2 separate regions of the Mus musculus genome follow, and region 1 is linked to region 2. Evidence: chromatin contacts called from public promoter capture Hi-C data. All regions are on one chromosome and are shown on one strand. The core of a region is the stretch at or near the end of the contact, and the rest is flanking DNA. Distances in the headings are between cores, read along the strand shown.

The links. Promoter capture Hi-C pulls out the DNA fragments that hold promoters and counts their contacts.
Region 1: a contact with region 2 is called in a promoter capture Hi-C map of embryonic stem cells. The contact joins the promoter of Pygo1 here to the promoter of Prtg in region 2. A contact is called at or near these places in 10 of 39 promoter capture datasets (the 3T3-L1 cell line, cranial neural crest, embryonic stem cells and 5 more), 5 of 115 datasets of contacts at active chromatin or transcription factors (bone marrow-derived macrophages, embryonic stem cells and stem cell-derived neural progenitor cells) and 3 of 9 other capture datasets (adipose tissue, liver and pancreatic islet).

The regions. Positions count from the first base shown.
Region 1 is chr9:72,924,147-72,927,491 of GRCm38.p6, reverse strand. Pygo1 (pygopus 1) reads right to left here and starts at 1,847. Exons shown (of 3, transcript NM_028116.3): 1 at 1,532-1,847. The coding sequence starts at 1,580.
Region 2 is chr9:72,805,481-72,809,045 of GRCm38.p6, reverse strand. It overlaps Prtg (protogenin), which reads right to left and starts at 1,772. Exons shown (of 20, transcript NM_175485.4): 1 at 1,514-1,772. The coding sequence starts at 1,589.

The DNA of each region.
Region 1 (3,345 bases), core at 598-3,097, 120 kb before region 2:
GGGGCGGTGGATGGAAAGGTTACGCAGTAGCCTCTCTGCTTCAGTCATTCCCCTCAGTCTGATTTTCTGCACAACACCCAGACAAACCCCTTAGGAACCCAATACTGCTTTTCTGAAAAACTGTGCAGTTCCCATCTCAGAGTAAAAGCCAAAATCTGTCTGCCTGTCTGCCTTCCTCCTCTTCCTCCTCCTCCTCCTCCTTCTTTTGTTTGTTTTTTTTGAGACAGGGTTTCTCTCTGTACCCCTAGCTGGAACTCAGAAATTCACCTGCCTCTGCCTCCCAAGGGCTGGGATTAAAGGCGTGCACCACCACACCCGGCGCCTTCTTTTTTTTTTTTTTTCTTCTTTGACAGGGTCTCAATAGCTGGATTGCAACTTACTAGTATAGATCATGCTAACCTCAAATTCACAGACATCCACCTGCCTCTGCCTCAGCAGTGTTGGAGCTAAAGGCCTGCCCACCGTGCCTAGCAAAAGACAAAGCCTTAATGACTCTCAAGACACACCCACCCTCAGCCCATCACACCTGGCTGTCCCGGCTCATCCTGGCTCACCTTGCCACAAGTTACCATAGCTGCCTTGGCACGGCTTGGATACACAGGCAAACCAAACCCAAAGCCTTTGCATCTCTGGTTCCCTTTGCCTGGAGTGCCTTCTCCCCAGGTAAGACAGGGATTGTGTCATCTTCCTTTCAGCCCACCTTCCAGGTCACCTTCTACACACTCCTGGCCTTCGCTCCCTGGAAGTCTTTTCTACCCCCATTCCCTGCTTTGGTATTTTGCACAGTACTTTACCATCTATATTGTTTACTGAGAGGTGCACTCCTGTGTAAAGAACATCTAAATTCTTTATTCACTGTTTTAACCCATGCCAAGCACAGTACTTAGTACCTAGTACATGTTCAACAAATATTTGCACAATGAACAAACTTTGAGACTCCCAGACTGAGAAACCCACCCGGAGCTGGAAATAAGGGCTGGCAGGTATCTCCAAATCTCCAGATGGTATGTGGTAGTGAGTATGTGTGTGTGTTTTAAACTTACATGCAGTACCTTTTGTTTAGTACGCCCTTCTCTCTGTTTTCTCTGAGACAGTAAGGCAAGGAAGAAAACCAATGATGCAGGAAGCTGTTTTTGTATGATTTGATTCTTAATCTTATTGGTTAATAAAGAAAACGCCTTCTGAATGTATCTAGTTCCTCTCTCTCAACTAAAAGAAAATATACTGAATATGTGTTTGCCTTTTGGAGGGAGGTGATTCCGCCAAGCGCCTCAACTCTCTGGCAGTGCAACTTAGTTTTCTGGGGGGGTGGGTATTGTTCGCGGGTGTCTCTTTTTCACCCCGAGGTGTCTATTGTGCTGTGTGGTGGGGAGCAGGAGAGGAGCCGGGTAGGAAGGGATGCTGAGCGCTGCACGTCTGCACACAAAGTGGGGACCCCGGGCGCCTGGAGCCGCGCACTTAGGCCCGGGTCGCCCCGGTGGCTTCCTCACGGGCCCGAGCTCCCTCAGTCCTCCCAACCCAGCTCCGTTACCTCTAACTCTCTTCAGCGCGATGGGCTCCTTGTCCTGTTCCGCTGACATTACCGACCGCCGCGCATGGCTCGCCCCCGGGCCGCGGGAAGCCGGTGTCTTTGATGCGGCGGCCCCTCCTCCTCTGGGTCCTCCTCCTGATCCTCCGGGTCCTCCTCTCGGTCCCTGGAGTCCTCCCGGCCGAGCTCGGAGCCCAGGCCGGCCGAGCCGCGGGCCGACTTTGAAAAGTTTGGGAGGCAGCCGAGGCCTCGGGGCTCCGTGCGCTCGCGGGGCTTAGCCGGGCTCCGCCGGGCTCCGCCGGGCTCAGGGCCGCGGCCTGGGGGCGGCGCCCGCGCCCGGCCGGGAGGAGACGCGCGCCCTGGGCCGCGCTGCGCTGCGCTCCGCCCGCGCGCGGGGGAGACGCGGCCTCCGCGGACACAAAAGCCCCCGGCCTGCAGCGGCCGCTCGGGGGACGTGGCGCGGCCCCGAGGCCTCCCCGCCCTGCCTGTGCTCCACAGCCCAGCACGGGGCCGGGCTTCGGGGGCGGGGACCCAGGGCGCGCGGAGCCCCGCACCCTCACCCGCACCCGCACAGGGTTTCGGGGCCGCGGCCTCGCTGGAAGGCTCCGCTGCGCTCCGGGGCCGTGTGCGCCAGGCCCTGCACTCACCTCGCGCCCTCCAAGGCCCAGTACCCCCGGCCCTGCGTCTCCCGCCCGCGCCCCGCAGCTCGGGCCCCGCGCTTCCCGCTGCCCTCCGAGGCCCAAGACTAGCTGGCTCTGCGCAACCTGTGCAGGGCGCAAGGGCGCAATGTCCTGCTCCGCGCTCCCCGCCACCCTCCAAGACCCCAAACCCTCCAAATCTGAGTCCAGCTCCTCTGAGCCCTGGGCTGCTCTCTGCCCTCCAGGCCCCAGGACCCCGGGCTCCACGCCCCTCTGCACGCCCAGCCCCAGCCTCCCCGAGGAAACAGCAGCTCCGAACTTCATCCCAGCCACCGCACGCCTCGCAGTCAGATTTCAGAAAAACTTTGTCAGAGAAAGCAGCATAGTTCCGGGTGGATATGTGGACACCCCACTTTTCCCGTGCCCGTGGCTCGAACTCGTGTTTCTGCAACGCCCCCTTCCTTGGAGGCGCAATGAGTGAGTTGTTCAACACAGTGCATGCAATTAACACCAGAAGAAAAGTGGGAAAGGTGACCTCACACGGACAACTTGTAGGGAGATTCTCCCACCCCAATCTGAGGAGAGTGTAAATTAGATTCCAGTAGTGGTCCACATTCTCTCCTTGAGCTGTGTGACCCGAGACAACCGAGGCACACACTCTTGAGGTTCGTTTTCTGATTTCAACTCTGTCTTCTAGCTCTGACATTCTGTGAACGTTTAGGAGTTTCCCCTGTTCGTTGTTAGGTTTTCTCGTTGTTATACTAAGAGAAATTAGGTGCAGCCTCCAATCTTCCACCAGGTATCTATCACACCGTTTGTTTCTATATCCAACTTTAGACAAGTATGTCTGACAAGTGCTCTTAAGGACAGGAGGACCTATAAACTAATCAAAACGGGATTCTCATCTTCCTATACACAGGACTTACACAATTCATTCAAGTACTCAGGCAATGGCCAAGGGAAAACCCTACATTAGTGCAATCTGCTTTAGGAAAAGAATATCCAGGTCCTGGCTGGTGATAGCATATGGCACACCACTAATCCTAGCACTCTGGAGACAGAGGCAGATGGATATTTGTGTGTTCGAGGTCAGCCAAAGCTACATACAGAAACCTTGTCTCAGGGAGAAGGAGTGGGAGGGGGAGAGGAACAAGAGAAGTGTGAGTTAGTTTTCTCAGC
Region 2 (3,565 bases), core at 523-3,022:
ACCCGGCACCTACTCCTTTGGGAAGTACGTTTATCTTTTGTGACAAATTACAAGTTTGCATTTTTTTTTTCCTATCTGCCCTTTTACAGCAGGGATGCTGTCTCCACTCCTTAAAAGAAATCCATTTACTTCATTTCTGCCAAGCCAGCTAGGTATTTAAAGGGCACACAATAGACTTTGAAAAGTTGGTAACTTGCCGCTTGTACTCAGTGGGTGATCGGGTTAGGAAACCTTTATTTCACTTTTTTAGTGCTACCAACTGTTGGAAAAAAAATGCGTGACTAATTGGTCCTTACTGTCTAAGAAGGATAGGAGATTGCTTAATCAACCAATACACATTTTTATCAGAGCAGAGGAAATGCTTTATCCAAGCATACACAAGCCCCAGGTCCCCCAGAATAAAGCACTCCTGCCATCAGAGCAAAAGCTTGTTGATTTGAGCCAACAAAAAAAGTGGGGGTCTTGGTGGGAGTTGTTTTTTTTTTTTTTTTTTTTTTTTTTAAACATTTCTTCTGGTCAGTTCGAGGCCCTGGTTACAAATACTCAGTAATGATTTATCTGTTTCTGATCAAGATAGATCCTGAAAACCTCAGAGTCTGGGGCTCCAGACTTCCCCTAAGGTCTGCCTTGGGCAGCTACCCCAACAGCCCTGCAGCGTGCACCACTCCGGAAGACGCCCATTGTGTTTCTGAGCCGCATCCCACTTTGATCCTTTCTCTTGCTAACTGAAACTAACTCCTCCAGGGGGGGAAAAAAAAGATACGAAAGAAAAAAAAAAGAAAGAAAAGAAGAGAAGGAGGAGGGGAAAGAAGGGGAGAAGGAGAAGGAGGAAGAGACCAGTGAGGGTAACTTATAAATGAATAACTCAAGCCCCTCTCGTCAAAGACCCTCCTTTCCCTAATATTCACTTTACATTTTCCTGTCCTTGAAGAAACCAAGACTGCAGAAAGGGAAATAAATAAATTTATGCAAGTTTGTGCAAGGTTAATCTAGAGATTTCAGGGACCTCTAGCTGGGAACCCAAAGACCTACATACAGAAAGTAAGTTCTATTCAGACACCTTTCTCCTTGCCTCTCTTGGGGCATAAATGGGCCATACAACTTTCTCTTTGCAATTTCATCCTCCCATCTTCTTGCTCAGTTTGGAGCTTCGAAAACGTGGGGCGCCCCGCTTGGCCACCGAGACCTGGAGGAACCCCACTGCAAACCCTGGAAACGGCGCGCAACCGCGGCGCCCCCCTGCGTGGAGAGGCTGCCACTCAGGAAACAATATAAATAAAACCACGTGCGGCCGCGGCCGGGGAGGCAGCGCGGAGCCCCCAGCTGGCCGCAGCTCGGACAATGGCATGAACTGGGCTAGTGGTCAGCGGATCCAGGGAGACTCGGCCTCGGCCTCGGAGCGCTCCGAGAGCGCATCCGGAGAGAACCCTGGCCAGCCCCACCACCCGGGGCATCCCTGCCCGTCCCCCTCCCCGCGCACGGTCGCGCACACTCGCATGGGAAGCGCGCCCACCTGGAACCGAGCCGAGCGGCGGCAGTAGCAGCAACAGCAGCAGGGGCAGCATCCCCGGGCGCACGGGAGGCGCCATTCAGCGGGGCTGCGCGGGCATGCTCCCGGGCTGTTCGCCCGCGCCCGCTGCTCCCGCTGCTCTCCTGGACCCGCAGCTCCTGCTGCAACCCGCTGCTCCGGCGTGGGAAGGCGACGCGCCGCTTGCAGGCGCACGGAGCCCCGCGAGTGCGCCAGGCCGCGGGGACCACGCGCGCCGCGTCCAGCCGGGGGCGGAGGGAGGCTGTAGAGGGCGGCGCAGTGGACAGCCTGGCCGGCCGGGGACTACTTTCTACATCTGGCCCCTGGGCCCCGCACGGCGAGGTCGGCGCTGCTGGCGGAGGGACACGCTGAGATCGCCTGGGCGACCCCGGGGACAGGGGGAGGGCCCCGCTGGACAATGCACCTGGGGGTCAAGCCCCCGCCCCTCGGCCTGCGCGCCACGGCCGGCCACCGGGCCACAAAGGCCAATCCTCCTGGCCGCGGCCAGCCCCCCGGGGCCCTTCTCCCTCCTGCGGGCCAGTTGAAGATTCTGCACGGAGGAGGGGGTTGGGGTGGAGGGATGGTGTTGAGAGATGTGGAAAGGCCGGAGACTTCTCCCCTGATGGCCCCTGCCCATCCCCCTGCCTTGCTCACCAGCCCAGGCCCTGTTCAGGGAAACCCAGTTCCCACTTCTGAGGCTTGTCAGCGCCCCCGGAGGCATCCTATGGCGACAACCCCCACCCCCCAACTACCACCCACATTTGGAGACTGTTCTTATCTTCTCTGGTCTCATCAGATCCAGCCCTGGCTTCAAAATCATCTTAGAGAGCCCTAAAATTAGCAGTTACTTTGGGGGGCGGGGGACGTTTTAACACTGCTTCAAGCTAATTAAGTTTTTAATGTGAGAACTAAACTCAGAAAGTAGAGAGAGTAGAAGTGAGACCAGGGGCTATCCAGGGCTTGCTGTGCGAGGCCAGACTTTGGGGGTTACCTGCTTAAAAGTTAGGCTGATGAAAGAAGACACCAACGATGGGAATTTGTTCACAGCTCTTGAAATTAATTAAGGATAACCCAGAGGAGTCGATACGTACATTTAAAGAGGGCGGGCTAACGGGGGGAGGGGGGGGTACCGTATGGAGCCTACAGAGCTTTTACACGTGGATTAGCGTTTGCTAATCCCGATCTAAATCTTTGGCACATGACGAGGGCACAGGCTAAAAGCTAACTTTAATTAAAGCCGCTGACGGAAATCTAGCTTTTGTCACTAACTGCCTTTAGCAAGTTCCAGGAATCCTCCTGATTGCATGCGGGGAGGAGGGTGGGAGTGAGAGAGGGGAGAGTGGTTTTGGAAAGCCTTTAGGACTCCCGCACTTACTCTAAAATGTACTTAAAGAAAAGTCAGTCTACTTTACAATTTCATTTTAACCCCGTGTAAAATAACAGTTGCGTCCGAATTTGTCTTATAATTTAGATGAGTTTGGACAATTTCTAAACCTCAGAATATAAATTCGAATAGAAAGAAAAATGACATATGGAACTATTGCCTTTTAAATTACATTTTTGTTTGGGTTGTTTTGAAACGGGGTCTCATTTGCAGTCCAGACAAACATGGGCCTCACTCCTATGCTGTCCAGACTGGCTGGCATAGGTTTGAGCCAGCATTCCCAGACTGGCTAGATTTTTCTCTATTATGATTATTTTCTTCTCCCTCTGGGCTTCTTAGTCCCAACAGACCCCAAGTGTTTCTGTTTCCTGGATAAGATGTGTTAATAAGATGTTCTTATTCAGTTACAGCCAGGGGTCTTTAATGACTTGGGACTTGGTGCTGCTTTGAGGAACAGTATTTGCATTGAAACAAAATGAAGAAAGATGATGTTCCTTAAACACCATGCTGAACCAAGTTGACCGTGTATTTACTGCACTACACTGGACAGGAAGAGACTTCCTCTGACCATGTATAACATTTGTGGTCTGCTCAAAAGTTTTCATATGTACTCCTTGGCCTCCCATGATGAACCTGTGAGGTTAATAGAGAAG